Regions from separate parts of the Capsicum annuum genome. Here region 2 is linked to region 1. The links are chromatin contacts, called in public Hi-C maps. All regions are on one chromosome and are shown on one strand. Each heading gives the region's core, a stretch centred on a gene start, on an enhancer-like site or on the middle of the called end of the contact. The rest is flanking DNA. Distances are from core to core; before and after follow the strand shown.

Region 1 (3,003 bases), core at 231-2,730:
GTTCCGGTTCTCTTTGCAAATCAATCCAGAGGAAAACTGACTGCAATGACCTTAAAGAGAATATAAAATAAAAGTAGAAACAGAAGCATACTTCCTGAGATGGGCTTTTTTCCTCTCTGTGCTAGTGGAATGTAATTTATTGATCTTTATTTGGGCATGACTGTACTTTGAAGAGTATAAATTGTATAATAAAAATTGTGCTTGCAAGAATGTACTTTCATTGCCGTTAATGTTCTGGCTGGTATTTGGTTATGTATTTAGCAAGCTAATATCTTTGTGTTGTTCTTGTCCAGGATACTGGTATAGACTAAGATAAACTCAAAGAGGGGACTCTTGTTTATTGAGAGCGAAGATTATGGCATCCTTTAAAAATGAAGAAGGTGGTGCTCAGGATGCAGCAGAACGGATTAAAGCTGCAGCCCTGTCAGCTGCTAAGAGTTTGAGTCGTGCTCAAGCTGAGCGTGCTGCTGCTAGAAATGTCAATGCATATGGCCAGAAGGAAGAAGGACCCAGTCGATGGCAGGAAAGAAAAGAAGCTAAGAGGCAGATGTATTTAATGAGTACTGAGAAACAGGTGAGACTGGGTGAAAGGAAAGACAAGGTTTCAGGTTCCACGCTTGGTGCTGCGTCACAATGTCAAAAATGTTTCCAGACAGGGCACTGGACTTATGAGTGCAAGAATGAGAGGGTGTGTATATATCACGACCATCTCGTACGCAGCAGCTGAAAAATCCGAAGTTGAGGATGAAAGTATCAATATCTTATGATCTAGAAAACCCAGATATTGAGAAGGAGATGAAGAGTGAAAAATCTGTTAAGAAGAGTAAGAGGAAGCATAATTCAGATACAGAGTCAGGGAGTGATAGTGAGGCTTCAGTGTTCGAATCTGACAGTGAGGCATCATTAGTCATACGGTCAGATTATTCTTCTGGGAGTGACTCAAGCTATAGTTCAACTGATTCAGAGGAAGAGGAGGAGGAGGAAGAGTCAGAAAAAGAAGCAGTAGCAGAAGATGAGAAGACACCGGAAATACAGCTCAACATCTGAGTCCTCTGATTCATACACAGATTCTGAGTCTGATGCTGAAGAGCGGACTAGCCGTAAGAAGAGCTGCAAGAGGCATAGCAGAAAGCGGTGAAGAATTGAACAAGAATGCTGTAGTATGAAATAGTGGTGAATATTGTCCGCATTCTTTTTACCTCAAAAAGGAGGTAGGAAAATGACTGCTTTCTTGTTTTCAAAGGATCACCTTTCAAAATTGTTTGCATTTTTCCCTCTTGCCTTTTTCTTTCTTCCAACCTGAAAAGGGTAAATGGAAAAACAAGTTGGGATTATATTGTTTGTTTCTCATGTAAAGTCGTTTTGGTTGTTTATTTTCTTGCAGTGTGGGTCTGGAAGATCAGTTGCTCCCATCAAGGCTGGTTCTGTTGCTCGTGTTGGCCGTCGTAAAGATGGGACCTGATTTGGCTTGGGGGGTGTTAGTTGGACAATATTTTCTCATAGAAGAGTATGTAGGAGTTTTGTATGTTTTGTTTTCTGTTTAACCTGGGGAACATATCGACATTTGGTGGTGCTACGCTTGTGAAGAGAGCCAGTTAAGATTTAACTTTGATATGCTGTTATCTTTGTATTTCTATAGATCTGGCTATACTTTTGTTTTCGGTCTGTTCTCTGCATGCTGTTCTTGTTGCACATGCAGGGGCTGAAAGTGGTTATAGTCTCTCTCGTGAGACAAATTAGTAGTTCTGCTAGTGAAAAATTAGTAGAGATAATAAGGATATGTTATTTTGTGCATATGCTAGTTAAGCTGGTGAATTGCAGCAGATGGCCACGAAATCTTCGAAGTGATGTGCATCCAAAGGGTCCCTTGGACATCGAAAGTTTGGATAATGAAATTGTGAAACATAAATTTGAATGGCATTAGTATGAATAAAGGATCCATGAATGAACGTAGAAAGTTTTTAACATTTTATCTCGGCTAAATCTTCAAATTCTTGCAAGAAAGAAAAATATTGTTCAAGTAACATTGTTAGATTTTGGTACGACATAATTTATAACACAAATCCGAAGGATTAGACTTATTTACCTTATCTCTCATCTTTCTAATTTATTTGTTCTCTTCCGATTAATATATATAGCGTAGCCATTATATATATAAAGATGCTATATATATAATGATATAGATGCTATGTATATGAAAATCTTCTGCCAACGTTTTAGTAGAAGATAACAAATTTTTCCTTATATTTAAGACACAATTAATGCTGCAACATTAATAATGAATTATTGCATCCCTTAATTTGTGTAACAGCTATACTACGTCAAATTTTGAAAAACAACAATACATAAAAAGAAAATTAATCACAAACAATCTAATCACTGATTTTGATCTCTTGAAAAAAAAATTGATTTTATTTGTATTAAACAAGATGAATATTGCAATTCTTTTAAGGCACTCCGGTGAATGAAAAAACGAAATAGAATATAGATTCATTGTATGTGTCGGAGTTTGAAGTTAAACATTTGATTTGTGATAACAATCGTATTGACGTGAAGGTGAAACAGATGTATAAGGATAAATCGACGCTTGTTTCAGTGATGTCTAAATATGTGGTGTCTCATGATTATAATTACAGAGCAAAACATTCAGACAAAAGGAGGTATTTATTTTAGTTATGTTACGATATATTTTTACTTAATTTTTGATTGTTAATCGTTCAACTTTAACTACAGTATAATGTTGCGTGAATTTTGTCTTGATGTTAAAGTTGTTTTACGAAGATTGTTATAGCGTTGAACACATGAGATTGTCTGTTTCTTTGTGTTGGAATAATGTCAGGCATAATGTTGTGATTTACTGTGTTGAGTGATTTATGTATATGAAATAACTGTATATGTACATCTCATAAAGTTTTTGTGGTATTTTAGTATGTTCTTGTGGAATTTTATTTGGTTTTGGTTCAAGCTAAATTCATATAGTCAACCACCTAGACATTATTAATA
Region 2 (3,003 bases), core at 220-2,719, 160 kb after region 1:
GTGTTTCAATTAGGATGGTTTGAGTTATTTGAACATGCCTATTCCTATCATAGAATTAACTTATTTGTGATTGAAGATCGTGATAAGTTTACTCCTAAATATACCTTTATGTGAAGTCAAGTTTCTCTCTAATAGAAGTTCGATTTTAATTTGTCAAAAGGGTAAGATAAAAGACTTTATTTTCTTGTGTTTTCTTTGAGATATCTTGCTTTTCGGAGCATTTTAGATTATTTTCTATTTTTTCCAACATTAATAGCATCAGTTTCTCTTTTATCAGGTTCTAATCCTTACCCTTTTCTTTACATGTACCACTTGCCTCGAGTCCAAAAATGGATTCAATCTCGCTTTGCGTTTCTTCATGGGCCATTGGGGCCCACCATTTCTATCAAATTAACTCCGAGAGTCAATTGCATGGCATATGGATACAAGAAGATGGAAGGATGCGCCTGAAGTATGTATTTAAATTGTTGTTTTTTGCTGTTTAAGTTTGGTCTTTGAGACAATATCATGTCATCGAGATTATCGGGCATCATTGCACACCAACAAAATTTATTTGAAAAAGGTAAAACACTCGTCATTCGATACTTTTCCTCCATGTTCATATGTAAGCTTTACCTAATCAGACTTTTTTATATTTGATCTCAAGAAATTACTAAATGCTGTGGCTGAGGAATTAAAGCCAATAGTTCAACAGAAACTTGAGCAGCTAAACAGAAAAAGCACATATCATGTGCATCATCAAAATAATCTTTTAGGATTCTCAGGGGAATTTTCTCTTGCCAATAAGCAAAGCTTTAAGGCTTGGGGGACAAATTAGGTATGCATCATGTAAGTATTAGCTCTTAGGTGTCATTCAAGTGTTCTTCTTTGGTTGCGTTGAATTTGGTTGTAATGCGTGCAAGTTTGGTTTTGTGGGTTCTATTTATGTTTCGTTTTTTCTTGAAAGTGTATGGCTACTGGTGTCAAGTGCTCCATGCACACTGTATATATAATTATAATCACCAAAAATCAAGAGATGCATTGAAGATGTTAAGAAACTGTTTGTTAAAGCTTAGCAAAGTGATAATTGCAATTCCACGAACCCTTCTCCACTTAAAATATTGAGATTATGGTGTGTTAGATTGCCTTAGAAGAGATTATGTAATGGGTGAAAGGTGAAAGGTGGTAAAAAAAACACTAGATTAATGGGTAGTTGGAATGTTTACAGCTTGTATTAATGGTCTATTCTGATGGATGTTGTTTCTGCATTTCACAGATAGCAGCACCTGTTCGAGAATTTGGGTCTCAAGTTCCAACAACCACACAATTTTTGCTTGTGAAACCAGTAGATGAGCATATCCGCCGTTTGTAAGTCTCTTTAATAAGGACTACTCTGTAAAGGACATCATCATGGTTGACCATATGAGGAAGATGAAGAACAACGCCATTGTCTGCAATGTTGGTCACTTGACAGCGAAATCGACATGCATGGTCTTGAGACCTTTCCTGGTGTGAAGAGGATCTCAATCAAACCTCAAACCTACAGATGGGTCTTCCCAGACACCAACAATGGCATCGTTGTCTTGGCCGAGGGTCATCTCATGAACTTGGGATGTGCCACCGGACACCCCAGTTTTGGTGGTGATGCGGCTAGTAGACCTGTTTCTCCCATGGATGCAAGGAAATCACATGATGATAATGATCCTAATGACATTCTTTGATTTCGTTGTATTTGTGTTGGATATTCAATTATGATGATGTAATTGTGTGGTTGGAGTGGATCTTAGAATATTGAAGTTTTTGTGTATAAATTTGATTTTAGAGTTTGAAGATACTAGTTAATGTTGAAAATTTGGAGTTTGAAAATGTTAATGTTAAAAATTTAATTTTGAAGTTTAATGATCAATGTACTTTTGATATGTTTGTCAATTACAATGTTTAAAGGAATAATTAAATTTGAGCTAAAATTAAAATTTATAATTCGTTATTGAAAATTGATGGGCTCTATAAATTTTAAAACAAAAATAGTTGCGGAGGTTTTAACCCCCGCTAGTTTTAAATAAAAATTTATTATAAAAAAATAAATTTAGAATAACGGGGGTTAATAACCGCCGCAAATTAATTACGGGGGTTGTAACCGCCGCAAAATAACCCTCGCAAATTAATTATGGAGGTCGAAAAAAAATCGCCTCAAAATGTTTGTGACGGCTCATATTTTGGGGATTTTGGAAACCGCTGAAATTATATTTTGCAGGATTTTAAAACCCCTACAAACCGTAAAATTAACCCCCGTAATTTGATCAGTTTTTTGTAGTGACTCTTCCTAACTCCCACAAGGTCAAAGTTACTCATTCAGGATCTGTTTCTCTCCTTCATAATTTAACTCTATAAAATACTTCATATATTCCATCTTTTAGGTTCAATCTAATTTCTATTCATAAGTTGTGTAAATAACTTCAGAAATTTATTCTTTTCTCCCTTAAGACTTGTTTCATGTTACAGGATCCTTCACTGAATAGCCTTGAGGTGCTTGGTAGAGAGTAAGAAGATCTATATATTCTCAAATTAAGTCATCTAAAAGTTTCTACAAAGAGCTTATCTAGTTTTAATTATCAGTCTTTTCTTTTTTAGTTTTTTGGGAGATAAATTTTCTTCTTGTTCAAATTATTTAATTTCAATATAAAGGAAAACTATTGCACTATTGGTTAAGGTATATGTCAAAAAATAATATGAATAAAGTTTTTTCAAATTTTGCATCTTGTTCAAATTTTTCTTCTCCTTGTGTTAATTGTCTCATGTTAAGACAATCTGAGCTATCTTTTTCTTCTATTTCAACTAAATCTATTTTGGATATAATACATATGGGTATTTGGGGACCTTACAAATCTACTACACATGATGATTCTAAATACTTTCTTACAATTGTTGATGAGTTTAGTATAGCTACTTGGACACATCTTTTGAGTACTAAGTGTAATGCTTTGTTCATCCTTCAATTTTTTCTTTCCATGGTAGAAAGACAGC

Evidence for each region. Hi-C and Micro-C count contacts between places; a contact is called where the count stands out from the background.
Region 2: a contact with region 1 is called in a Hi-C map of leaf, with 3 times the contacts expected there. The contact joins two enhancer-like sites. A contact is called at or near these places in 2 of 5 Hi-C or Micro-C datasets (leaf and placenta).

The regions. Positions count from the first base shown.
Region 1 is chr6:182,569,966-182,572,968 of UCD10Xv1.1, forward strand. It overlaps the pseudogene LOC107872901. Among protein-coding and RNA genes, the nearest start is that of LOC107874043, 56 kb to the left of the region's middle. Within about 2 kb of position 1,481, at least 2 of the 5 cell types and tissues checked have an H3K27ac peak or open chromatin away from gene starts, as enhancers often do. A contact at or near this core is called in leaf, where this site is marked.
Region 2 is chr6:182,725,767-182,728,769 of UCD10Xv1.1, forward strand. LOC107872900 (a long non-coding RNA gene) reads left to right here. Exons shown (of 3, transcript XR_001675018.2): 1 at 1-562; 2 at 647-817; 3 at 1,256-1,878. Among protein-coding and RNA genes, the nearest start is that of LOC107872900, 3.1 kb to the left of the region's middle. Within about 2 kb of position 1,470, at least 1 of the 5 cell types and tissues checked has an H3K27ac peak or open chromatin away from gene starts, as enhancers often do. A contact at or near this core is called in leaf, where this site is marked.